2 separate regions of the Mus musculus genome follow, and region 1 is linked to region 2. The links are chromatin contacts, called in public HiCAR-type maps. All regions are on one chromosome and are shown on one strand. The core of a region is the stretch at or near the end of the contact, and the rest is flanking DNA. Distances in the headings are between cores, read along the strand shown.

Region 1 (6,233 bases), core at 1,523-4,022, 2.0 Mb after region 2:
ATGATGGGTAACAGTGGCTTGGGAGATACTCCTTGCATCTCTGGGACTGAGAGTCAAGACAATGACTTGGAAAGGTAGTTATGTTCCCTTATGCCAGCTGAGGGACTCCATGGAGTGTGGACAGGAGATGTAAAGCCTTGTGTAAAGCCAACAGTGCCCTTGTGCCCTTGTCCAGAGGTGCCATTGGAGAAGACATCTTTTGCTTCTAAATCCAGAGCAGTCTCAGTCCACAGGAAGTGCTTGGCCAGAGCAGGGTATTCTAGAGAGATCTCTGGCCTAGAATCCCAAAGGCTTGAATTTATATCACTGCCGGCTGATGTCTGCAGGGGAGCTATTACTTTCTCCAAGACCCATCACCCATGGGATGGTAACTTCATGAAGAACAGCAGAGTAGCCAGCAAAACATGGAGGTGGTGCCCTGCCCTGGATCTTATGGTCCAGCCAGACTGGTGGGTGGGGACGATTTTCTGAGCCTCTTACAGGAACATCAGTCTTCTCCCCTAGAGGACCCAGCATGAGCACTCACAGGGCTGGGCACCTGCCCACTTGGAGAGTTCTGTGAGGAGGAGGGTCCAGAGCAGGCGCGTTAGCATCTCTGTTGTAGGCCTCATGGTACACAGTCCTCCTCCCCAGCTGCTGGCGGGACATCTCTGCCAAAAGCACCACTGGAGGAGGGACAGAGATCTAATCAGGCTCAGATCACTACCCGGGAAAGGGTTAGGTGTGGGAAGGGTTCAGACTAGGAGGGCCTGGAATCTCAGCTTGCCAGTGGTGGCACAGTTGGCAAAGTATAAAATTCCTCAGCCTTGGAGATTTCTTGATGAGTAAATGGTGATAAACTGAATCTTTCCTGCAGGTATCAAGAGGACGATGTATAAAGCTGCCAGAGCAGCTTGGCACTTAGTAAATGCTCATAATAAAGATAATTAGTAAATGCTTAATAAAGATAATTAGTAACTGCTTAATAAAGATACTCATCAGTGAAAGTTTAGACTACTACCGAGGCAGAAAATGGAAGACACGGGGCAGGGAGCGCTGTTTCACCAGGCACTCTGCCTGCCTCTTCTCCTCAGTAGTGTTTGTCAGAGGATCCCTGGAATTCAAGTCTAGGGAGACTAGAGCAAGAGGCATGTGCTTCTATTTAGATGTAAAGGGAGAAAAACCTTCCCTTAAGAACTCCCCAACTGCCTCACATCTGGCCCCCCAAGAACTATGTTATGTCAGGGACTGCTGACATAACATAGTTCTTGGGGGGCCAGATGTGAGGCTCAGACTTGGGCCACACTGCATGGCCAGACCGGCATGGGGCTCAGGGTCAGAAGCAGGATCTACCCTTATGAGCTTGCTCTGCTGGGGTTGTGCTCTGTCTTCAGCATCAAGGAGCACACAGATGGTGTTGCCTGCTGCCTTTCGAAGCTTCTGCCTCAGAAAGCAGCCATGCGAGGGAGACTGCCACAGAACAGTCTGGCTTTCATTTTGTGCCTGGTGATTGTGAAATAGTACATCCTTATGAGGTTCCTAAGAAATAATCTTTTCTCATCTCCATAGGATAGATGAAGAGACTGAGGCACAAATGACCTAAGTTTGCTAAAAGGTCAGAACTAGTTAACCACTGTATTTTACTGCCACTTGCCAGTTCTGACTAAAGAGAGACAAGGGGGAGGTTGTTGTCGGGGACGCTACAGTAGTACCTAACCTGCAACCAAGTCCACACAAGGCTGGAAAAGGGATCAGGTGCTTGGGGGATTCCTTCAGCACACTGTTCTGGCGCTCTCTCCACATCCGTCCCTGACAACAGGTGTTAGAGACCTCTCCCTCAGACAAAATTTGCTGTTCCCCAAGATAGCCCTAGGCTAGTGAAAGCGGAGTTGTAGTTCTGTGAAGGGCTTTAGAGTACAGGGAGAGGAAAAAAACGAAGCAATTAAGGTTTTTCTAGGGAAGTCTTGAGCACTGTCAAGGGACTCTGGTTATCGAGGTTGGGGTTATGATATCCTCTGAACAGGGACTCAGGAGTCCTTGGTCTAGTGTGAGACATTTATTCCACACACCTCAGAGGATCTAAAAGGAGCCTAGGAGAGCATTTGCTGGGGTCTGGTTGCCTGTCGGAGGGCGACAGAAGACATCACCACCATGCGTGGTGTGGTAGGTTCCCTACTGGAGACAGTTTAGAGAGACTCATTCATCCACGTCCAGACACCACCATATAAGGAGAAGGGCAACACGGAGCAAGTCTCGGAAGACAAAGACAGTCTGAAGGGCAGGCGCTTTTATGTAACCGACTTCTGCGCCAAGGGTCTCAGGAGGCTGGCGTTTTAAGTCCTGCCCGGCGGTATTTTCGTACAAATAGCAGCGGACAGCAAAGCGACCTAAGTTGGGCAAGTTCGTGGTGCTTTGGCAAACCAGGAGTCTGGTCGCACTGCCTGTTCCCAGAGCCTGGCAGTATGAACCTGGGCTCCAAAGGCTCTGCCCTTGTCCCTTCTGGCTAGGACGGGTGACCTTGGACGCGCCACTTGACCCATGAGCCTCAGTTTCCCAGACTGCACATACAAGGCAATGCTGGACAGCTTACAGACGCTCATCGGGGAGCCCTGGATGGAGACCCCTGATCTAGGGACCGGAAGCGCCCCTACAATGTCCCCGCTGCGGGCCCGCGCAGTCCCAGTGCCCCCACGAGGCGGCGCGCGCCGGGCGGTCAGCATAGCGCGCAGGCGCGGCGGGCGGGGCGGGGAGGGCGCGGGGCACTGCGCGGCGGCTCAGAGCGCGCGGGGTGGCGCGCGGGGCGGGTCGTGGCAGAGCAAGGCATCGTCGCAGCCGGCGAGCAAGACTGGCCAGCGCTCCTCGGCTTTCCAGCCCGCTCTCTTCGCTCATCCCGCCGCCTTGCAGCCCGCGGCCCGCAGCGCGGTGATCTGGGGCTCCACGGGGCCGGGCTGAGCGGCCGCCGCCCGCCCCGAGCCGCCGCCGCCGCCCGGCCGCCCGCCCGGCTTAGCCGCCGAGGCGCCTGGCGGGGTCCGCGCCGCCGGGGGCGGGCGGCTCGGGCTGCGGGGCGGCTGGCGCGCGCGCGCCGCGGGGCGGAGAAGCGGGCCCGGCGGCCGGCGAGCATGGAGGAGAAGTACCTGCCGGAGCTGATGGCGGAGAAGGACTCTCTGGACCCCTCCTTCACGCACGCCCTGCGCTTGGTGAACCGAGGTGAGCTCGGCGGCCGTTAACGGCACCCGCGTAGCCGGCTCCGGAGAGGAGGGAGGAGGCCCGACATCAGCAAGGGACTGGAGTCTCTTCCTTGGGGACCCTGGTGGACCCAGGGGAAACTTCTGGGAGGAGGACAGAGAGCGTGTAGGAGCCTGTGTCTGGACTGGTCCTGGATGAGTCCACCAGAGAGAAAGAGAGTGGGACGCCCTGGGACCTGGGGTGTTTGGGGTATCTAAGGAGCTGCAAGAAAGCGCATCAGGGATAAGGATGGGCTTGGGCGAATCTGCTGCGCAGGAGGTGAAGGGAACAGGTGCTTGGTTTGTTAGTGAAGTTTGGGGACCTTGGAAGAGGTTTAGGGTCAGATCCTCCAAGCACGATAGAGGGGAGGACTCCAGCGGCCCCGAGGGAGGAGCCCAGCTTCTCTCCCACGGTTTTTCTGTGTGTGCCTAGGCGGCCGCCGGCTGGGCAGTTTGCTGTTCCTGGGGGCGGGCACTCATGCCAGCCTGGCAGGCAGGCGGCCCTTGAAGGTCTCAGTTTGGTAGAGGAGGCCCGCCAGAGAGCCAGTTCTTGCTCGCTCTTTTCTCTTCTTGAGACAAGCTGGTCGGGTGACCCTCATTGGTGTCAGGCTTAGGGTTGAACACATTGCCAAACGATCCACCCGCCTGTGCCATTTTTCACACTCCTCCAACCAGCGCGGGTGGTAAAAGGAACCGGGAAGTGCCAAGGACAGGGACACTGGGGTTTATGGAGGCACGCCTACCCAGGACAGTATTCTTCAGGTTTACTTCTCCTCTGGCTTCCTGAATCATCTGTTGGGATGGAAGGTAAATGAAGCCTGCCTTTACCGGATCTATCTGCGACACCCGGGTCCAGCATGGTTCATGTTTCAGAGGAAGATGGTCTGGGAACCTCTGGTTCTTTTTTTTTTTTTTTTTCACCCCTCTCCTTTTCCATACTTCTTTTTAAGGGATATGACAGAAACATTATCTGGTCAGATCTGTAACCATTTTTATGAATCACTTTGTCTAGTGGATCCTATTGGGGGTATGCTGTTCACAGCGCTGGTCCTGACTCTTATTGTTGGGAGAGAAAGATGAGGCAGACATATTCTATTTGTGTGTAGACACCTATGTTTTAGAACCACGACCTCTGTTACTTGCCTATTGTAGACAGTTGTCAGGATTAGGCTGTTGTCCTCCTGTGGGGGTGGTGTGGAGAGAATTACTTTCTCCAAGAAGTGAAGCTTCTTTGAACAGAAATATGCTTGCCAGCCTCTCCCGTTAATGGTTAGTGGCATGCTTATTTTGATTTCTTTAATATACCGGAGCTTGTGAAAAAAGTCATGGGCGTTGTTCAGTCTTAAATTAGTGGAAAGGAATTTTAAGTTTTGCTGCCCGGTCCTTCTGAGCAGTCTTGTAGTTAGGTCCCTGCAGTTAGGTTTGTACTACCCACTCCCGATCTTTATGTCTAGCTTTGGCTTCTTGCTGGGCTCTCATCTCTGTAAGAAATTTCTTTGTACAACGTGTGAGATCAGCGGATTAGAAATGGTCAGAACCAAGTACGTTTTTTCCGGGTGAAGAGACCAAGTCAAACTTGGGTCGGACTCCCAAGTTTGAGACTGGTTTCAAAGGGTAAGGAGTTCTTTTAAAAGTCTGGGTTGTTTTCCTGTGTCGTGTTGTCGTACCGTGTGCTGTTCAGATGCTCACAGTTCCATCGGTTCCTGTGTCTGCTGGCGTTAGTAGTGGCTCCATTCCTTGAACCAGACACTGTGGGAGGTGGTTTTTGTTTTTTTGTTTTTTTGTTTTTTTTTGGCTTGTTTGGCTTTGAACTCGGTTGCCTTGCTTTTCATCCGGACTGTAATTCTTGTAAGAAGTACATTTCTTAACGGCGAAGGATGCTCTGCTGCCAGAGTGCTTCTGTTACTGTGAGCTTTTGCATCACTTGAGATGGAGCCTGATACCCAGAACACGGTGCTCTGTCATTTGAAATATTAATTATGGTCGGTTACGTAACTCCAACATTACAAGGGCTTTAAAAAAAAAACTATCAAACTATCAGGTCTGAAGTCAGCATTTGGGTGATTTTTGGTAAAGTTTTATTTGAAATCTGATAGCCACCCCTTTTCCTGGTTATATGACAGCATGTTATTTACTACAAAGAAAGTCTTTTTAGAGGTTATGCTGGAATCTCCCACAGGTGGGGATGGTCGATACTGAGATGATTTTTTACTATGGTGTGGCATGCGAGAGAGACTCCGCAGCTAATGTCCCCAGAGCTCACGGTCCTTAGGGTTTTGCACAGGATTTACAAAGTTTCCACGGCACTTGAAGACTTGCTGTCTAGTTCCATCCTCACAGTTCCAGCCCCGGATGCAAGACAATCAGTGCTTTCCCAGAGGTTGCTGGGACCCCTGCTGCATGTCAGCCTGTAGGTACTGAGAATTAATTTGAACCCACATCTTCTGTCTTGAAAGACATTCTTCTTTCTACATGTGACTTTCCCCCAAGAGATGAAATGAACTCTTCTGGTATGTCCATTTAAACTACCGTTGAAATCAGTACAGTGAATATGATTGTCCCTGGTTAGTTTAATGTAAGAGAGGGAATTACTATGTCCCTTAGAAGGATTGATGCTGCTGTAGGAGACAGGGGGCTCTTTCTGCATTTTGAAGAAGCAGACCTCCATTGTAGACTTCTGAAGGATTTAATTCCCAGGCCAAGGCACCTGTGAATTAAAGCCCTCCCATGACCAGTATTTTAGTTTAGTAATCAGCACCGTACAATAATGAGACAGATTATAAATGAGACGTAGTTATTTCAGAATGCGGTATTCATAAACATCGATCAGCGTCCTGGTTGAGTTATCACTGTTGCTACAGTCTTTAAGTAAGGACTGGTGCAGGCAGCCATCAGGTGAGACCTCTGCCAATGCAGGTACTCGGCTGCCTTTTGTCCAGGCCGGTGGCTCATGGTGGGCACGAGTTACCGAGTTGACTTTTAATTTTCAAAGATAACTGCTTCTCTCTGATTGCCCCAAATGTAAAATCT
Region 2 (6,231 bases), core at 2,175-4,674:
TGGACCCCAAAACACATAAGAGGGCAAGGGCCCATAAAACTCATGCCCAGCATCCCTTGGCTGCAGCCATTAAAGGGATTAGGAGACCCTCCCAAAAAGGACGGCACCATCCACAGAGGCACTGTGAGTACACGGTGGTAGTATGGTCCAGGGTGCATTGTCCCTTGGGTCCCAAGAAAGGAGGTGGAGTCTGTGCCCAACAGCTCAATCCACCGACTACCACTCAGGGTAACATCCCAGAGCAGCAATGCCACCACCAATGTGCATGCTTAAAAGCCCAGCCAGGGCCTGCATAGATCTGGGCCTCTGACACCTGCACACAGTGTGGGCTCCCAACATGTTCATAGGAAGGATAAATGGCAAACAGGCTGTGAGCAGATCTAATGCAGATGTCAGCCTTGGAGCCTCAGGGTACTTGGTCCTGAGACTGAGTCTGGAATCTAATGTGCATCTGGCCCTGGTCAGCCCAGCCTTGCTGCCTGGTGGAGGAATGCTCTTCTCTGACCCTAGTCTGTGAGCCCTTCCCCCATCTCCTCTTTGGAATTTATTTATTATTTACAGCTGCTCCGGGAGATCTGCCAGGACACCTCCTGCCTGCCCGACTGCCGTGGCAGCCAGTACAGATACCTTTTCTGAGATAAAGTAGAAAGCAGAGCTTTGAAAGAAACAAGGGGACAGGCAAACACAGTCCTTCTGGGACCTGTATATGTGTGGAGGGCTGAGGGAATGGGGCACAGAAATGCCCTAGGTCAGCTTCCCACCATGGGAGTATTACCAGGACAGGGGCCAAAAAGATGGAGAACATTCTGAAGCAGGGGTTAGAGAAGGGGCCTACTGAGCATGTGCTCTGCGTTACTCTCGCCTACAAGTGTAACACACACACACACACACACACACACACACACACACTCACTCCACTTTCTCAGGGCCAGGAGCCACAAGAAGGAAGCCAGAGCACAGAGAACTCATGTGAGTTCTCCAAGGCCACCCAGCTGAAAGTGTCAGGAAGCAGGAATTCAACCCAGTTCTCTTCAGAAAGCCCTGGTCCATGGGAATAGTCACGTGGGAATGATGTCAGGTACGGAGATAGCCAGAGAATGAGTCCTCAGTCCCACATCCTGAGTGACTCCTAAAAGCTAAGAGTCTATCTGGGTCTGCTTTGGGGAATTGAAGGTATTCCCGCGCCTCTCACTAAAGGAGCCAGATGGAGTTAAGACTTGAAAGTCACACATGACAGATATGAGGCAGCTGTCAGGAGCCATATTTTAGGAAGAAGTGGCTGAAGTAGAGATCAAAGAAGGCTATGGCACCTGCCCTCAACATGGGTCAAAGCCCCACTTATACCATGAGAATTTATACTCAGAATTTATGCTGTTTACTCTAAGATGCTTGTTAGACTTCTGTTCTCTGAGCCTCAATTTCCCCAAAGATAGATCGTTTAAGTGTTTGTTTGTTTTTAAAGAACAACTGTTGAGAAGTTGCCAGAGACATGTGCCTGCCAGTCACCCCAGCTGAAGGGTACGTGTCTATGCCTGCTTTCTGCCAAGTGGCCGTAAATGATTCACTGGTCCCAGTATTTGGGGAAACTTCTTTAATGTTACCTGCTAGCATGCTGGCTTTGCCATGTTCCAGCTACAGAACCAATTGAAGAGTTAATGAGCAGAAAAAAACGACAAGCTGTTGAGGTGGTTAGTCTCCTGGTTCCACATCCCTGCCTGGTTTTGCATTTTGCATATATAATTCCCTTAGGTACTCAAACATCAGTTAATATGGATTGGCTCCAAAGAACAAAATATCCAAATAGCTATGACTAAGGCCATGAGTTGCTGATTCATTTCATATTTGGTTCAATAAGAAGATAAACTCCCAGGAACCCAGATCTTTTCATCAGTCTCAGGGGCTTGTTCTTATACCAAAATGGCTGCTTCAGTTCCAGCCATCACATGAATCTCTCTCTCTCTCTCTCTCTCTCTCTCTCTCTCTCTCTCTCTCTACCTCTCTCTCTCTCTCTCTCCCTCCCTCCCCCTCCCCCTCTCCCTCTCCCTCTTCCTCTCCCCCTCGCCCCTCTCTCTCTCAAGAAATGAGGTCCCCAAACAGCCTCAATTCATGTGGATCCCCTAGATCTCTCAGTTACTGGACCACCAACCAGGCAGCATGCACCAGCTGATATGAAGCCCCCAACAAATATAAAGCAGAGGACTGCTGGGTCTGGATTTAATCAGAGAAGATGCAACTAACCCCTCAAGAGACTGGAGGCCCCAGGGAATTTAGAGGTCTGGTGGAGTGGGGGTAGGGGGTGGAGACATCCTCATGGAGATGGGGGGGGGCAGGAAGGAGGTATGGGATGTGTGGTAGTCAGAGGGTGGACCGAGAGGGGAATAAAATGATTTCAGTGGGTACAGCCACTGCAGCTCCAAACAGACAGCATCCCCCAAACAAGCAGCAACACTGAGCTACCAGGAAACACGAGAGGGGAGTGGTTTGTGCACAGAAGGAAAACTTCATACTTGGTAGGGGACAGGCAGCAGTGAGCAGGTGCCATGGAGTCTGGACGAAGAGAAGAACATAGGACAGGCACTGGCTGGCAGTACCTAGGAGATGACCTTCATTGTCCATAATGCCAGGCTGAGAACCACTCTGGTTTTTCTGAGATGCAGGAACAGGAGAGCAAGGGAACAGGGGAATCTGAGACAGGAGACTGAACAGCACCCTTGAGAAGATGCAGAGGCTATAGATCTGGGTCCTCAAAAGATTCCTCCCCATCCCCCAAACCCCCCAACTCCCACCCCCACACACCCCCACCCTGCCATCTCTTTGTTATGCAAACTTGAGATTTCTTTGACTAGGGTCTGGAAAGAACCAAGGCCAGGAGTTCTGTCCTTCCAAGAATAAAAAATATTCAAAGACACTGAAGACAGGCTAATGGACTGAGGATCCCTGGCAGAGCAGCCTGGCTGGGAGAGGAACTGAACCAGTGGGTATGGCCTTGAGGAGCAGGGCAGACCCTGCTGACAGATCGCACCTCCAGGCGTGTCAGTGATAAATTCTTGTCATTTCTGGCTGGAATAAGAACCTTTTTTGCTTGCCTCTGACTCAGAGGTGGGGAGACAGTGAAGAAAGGCTAGCACAGGGAAGAGCTAAGTGAGATGCAAGTCCTCCCACCCCACCCCCATCCCCAGAGCCCTCTCAAAGTCCTCACAATGCCTCTACCTTCCCTACCTCCAGCCCGCACCCTTCTGTTTCCTCCCTCCTGTCCGGAGAGCCTGAGCCCTCCTAGAGCGTGGAGGATGCTGGGTGAGAATTCATTCACCTTACCCTGTGGAGTCTGGGACTTTCCCTTTAAGAGCTGTCAGAGCGGGGAGGCTGGCCAAGCTGGGCTGGAGGTGGGGACAGAGGAAAGAAAAAGAGAGAGGGGGAGAGTAGCAGAAAAAGTTTTTTTAGAGGAAAATGCAGGGCTAGTCTGTTGGCCTGACGTCAGATGTCGCTTTGACAAACGCCCCCGGGGGCTGAGGAAGGCTCTCCGCTGCTCTGATGGGCCAGCCCAGTCCTGGCCCAGCTCCCTGGAGAGGCATCCGCATCCTCTGGGCTGAGCCGTAGCTCCTGTGACGCTGACTTCCAGGCATGAGGTGGCTCCTGCCCTGGACGCTGGCAGCCGTGGCAGTCCTGAGGGTGGGCAACATCCTGGCCACGGTGAGTCCTGCTTAGAAGGGATCAGTGAGGGGACCTGATCCCTTCCTGCCTGGTTCTGAGGCCCGAGGGACTGGGGGGTCAAGACAAGGTGGGTTGGAATAATGAACAGCGGGAGGAGAGAGATTCTTGAGTCTGAAGAAGGTGGTGGAGTGGGGCAGAAGGCGCATCCCTTGAGAGAGACACCCTGTTTCCTATATTCACAGACAATATACAACAAAATAAGGGCCTGGGGATCTGCACCCTGGACTGGCCCTGTGATCTTGGGTGGGTCACTCACGAATTCAAAGCAGCATAAAATGAGGGGTTGCTAAGAACATCCAGAGCCTACCAGTTTAAAAACTCCAGGACTCGGAGCATCTGAGGTCCCCCAAAGAGAGGTGCTAAGAAACCCCAGGACAAGATGTGAAGGAGCACGCCAGCTTTTAGCAAATCTCCACCAAGCAAGCAAGGTTTGGGTTTACCACCATGAGCACCTTGTGACCCTCCATGGTCTGTTCCTGTCCTGCCATTTCCAGAAGGCATCTGGGTCCTGGAGAGAGGGACATCAGTTTGCACCTTCCAGAGACAGGGAAGGAGACACGTGGCAAAGCAGGGAAGCCTGCTGGAGCAAAGCCGGGGGTGGCTGGGCAAGAGGGCAAGCTGCTAGGGGCAGTGAGTGATGTGGGCAGCTGAACAGAAGGGAGGCAGCTTCCAGCAGCAGGGTGAGCTGCTGGGCAGCTGCTGAGTCTGAGGTTGCCACATGAGGGCCAAAGACAAAGGCTGACACTGACACTGAGTTATACCAAGAACTTCTTTGGGGTGCTAACATGCGTATTCCAGGAGACTTGGAGTTACGGTACAGCAATCTGCCTGTGAGCACAGGAACTCAGTCCATTTCCACTGAAGCTCAGAACTAGACATGTCTGGGACTGGGTAACAGGCACCTTGAGGTGTTACGTGGAGACAATGAACATGTGCAATTTGTACCCAAGTCCTCTAGCCTGTGCACGATGCTTGTTCATGATAGCATCTAACCCTACGACAAGAAAGATTACCAGCTCTATTCACAAAGGATGACCAGAAGCAAATGAATGGCCCAGGGTCGGAATGAGCAAGTGGCCTGGGTCACACTGGCATCTCTTGTGGCACACTTTCAGCACTCAGCCGTCCCAACGTTCCCTAAGCCTAGAGTCCAGGAAGTTAAGCAAGCAGGCCTGCCTCTGCCTTGGGACTGGTTGTGACTGGGTACAAGCCTACAGGTGGCTGGGCCTGGGAGGGCAGGGTGTGGATGGAGAATTGGTGACAGGGGAGCCAGCATCAGAGTGAGGGCACAAGAGGGGAAATTCAAGGCGAGTCTTGCACTGGAGCCAGAGTCTTGCACTTGAGCCTGCTGCTGGAACAGCCAGGACTGAGGGATGGTGGGGAACAGAGTCAGGGCTTTTTAGGGGGTCTCAGTAAAGAGACCTGGAGTCCAGAGGGACCTAGCAGCATCAGTAAGGAGTGTGTCCCCAGAAGCTCCCAGACTGCCCACCCTGTACTCTTAGGAGTCTCCCAGCATCTTGTTTTCCAGGATGCCCTCGAAACCCCCATCCACTGACACAGTACCTCTGATGGTACAGAGCTGGGCTGTGCCCAGAAGTCAGAGCCCGGCTTTGTAACCGAATTCCACACATGGCATCCTCCAGAACTAATACAGACAGGGAGTTCAAATCCAGCAAGGGGCAGGGGGGCCCCATGGAAAGAATGATGTGCATTGGCCATACGGAAGGAAAAGTATGTGGGAAGTGAGCACTGCCAAGAAGACTTTGAGGAAGTAGGCTGGGAGGGGAGACGCTGTCTGGTGTGCATGTAGCTAAATGGGCTGTTGGCAAAAAGCAGGAGGCCAGCTGGGGAGGGGGATGTTCAAAGTGGGGGAGGGAGGCAGATTCTGGGCTCAGATGCAAAGCCTGGTACCTATGACAGTGTTGTGGTTGACGCTCTGTGTGAAGAACAGCTTGTTTTATCTCTTTTCTTTTTCTTGGACAAGTGGTGAGGGCCCACCTGCTAAGTGAAAGGGGAGAGTACGTGAGCCATCCCAAGGACAATGTACATGGCAATACCCACCCATGTGTCATGTCTATGCAGAGATAGAATCCTTGCCTGAGAACAACCAACATTCACTGATGCTCAGAGAGGTTAGATAAATTACCCAAGGCCACACAGCTAATGACATTTGAACTTAAGTGGCAGCTTTCTACTACTCTAAATCCTTGTATAGAAACAGGCTGGACCCTAAAAACACTTGCAAGTTGGAGACATCCACCCATGTGTTCAAATGAGAGATAAGAGAGGGACCAGCCAATGTCTTCCAGGATAAATAGGCTAGGATGCAGGGTCTGCCACTATCTTCTCTCTCTAACCATGTGTGTGGGGAGTGGGGGGCTGTTCACACAACTGTATGTATGTGAGGGGGTGGAGAGAAAGCTGGGGGCAGGGTGACTCATTGTTTGGATAGGGAATGCCAACTCATTTTCTATTCCAAGAACCCCTTACAGAATCCCAGGCCTGGACACATGATGAAAT

The links. HiCAR-type assays count read pairs that join an accessible place to other places.
Region 1: a contact with region 2 is called in a HiCAR-type map of astrocytes, with 2.6 times the contacts expected there. The contact joins the promoter of Khdrbs3 here to the promoter of Ccn4 in region 2. A contact is called at or near these places in 1 of 39 promoter capture datasets (hippocampal neurons) and 1 of 115 datasets of contacts at active chromatin or transcription factors (astrocytes).

The regions. Positions count from the first base shown.
Region 1 is chr15:68,925,648-68,931,880 of GRCm38.p6, forward strand. Khdrbs3 (KH domain containing, RNA binding, signal transduction associated 3) reads left to right here and starts at 2,773. Exons shown (of 9, transcript NM_010158.2): 1 at 2,773-3,186. The coding sequence starts at 3,099.
Region 2 is chr15:66,887,945-66,894,175 of GRCm38.p6, forward strand. Ccn4 (cellular communication network factor 4) reads left to right here and starts at 3,425. Exons shown (of 5, transcript NM_018865.3): 1 at 3,425-3,690. The coding sequence starts at 3,622. It overlaps Gm46514 (a long non-coding RNA gene), which reads right to left and starts at 3,387. Exons shown (of 3, transcript XR_001781648.2): 1 at 3,316-3,387.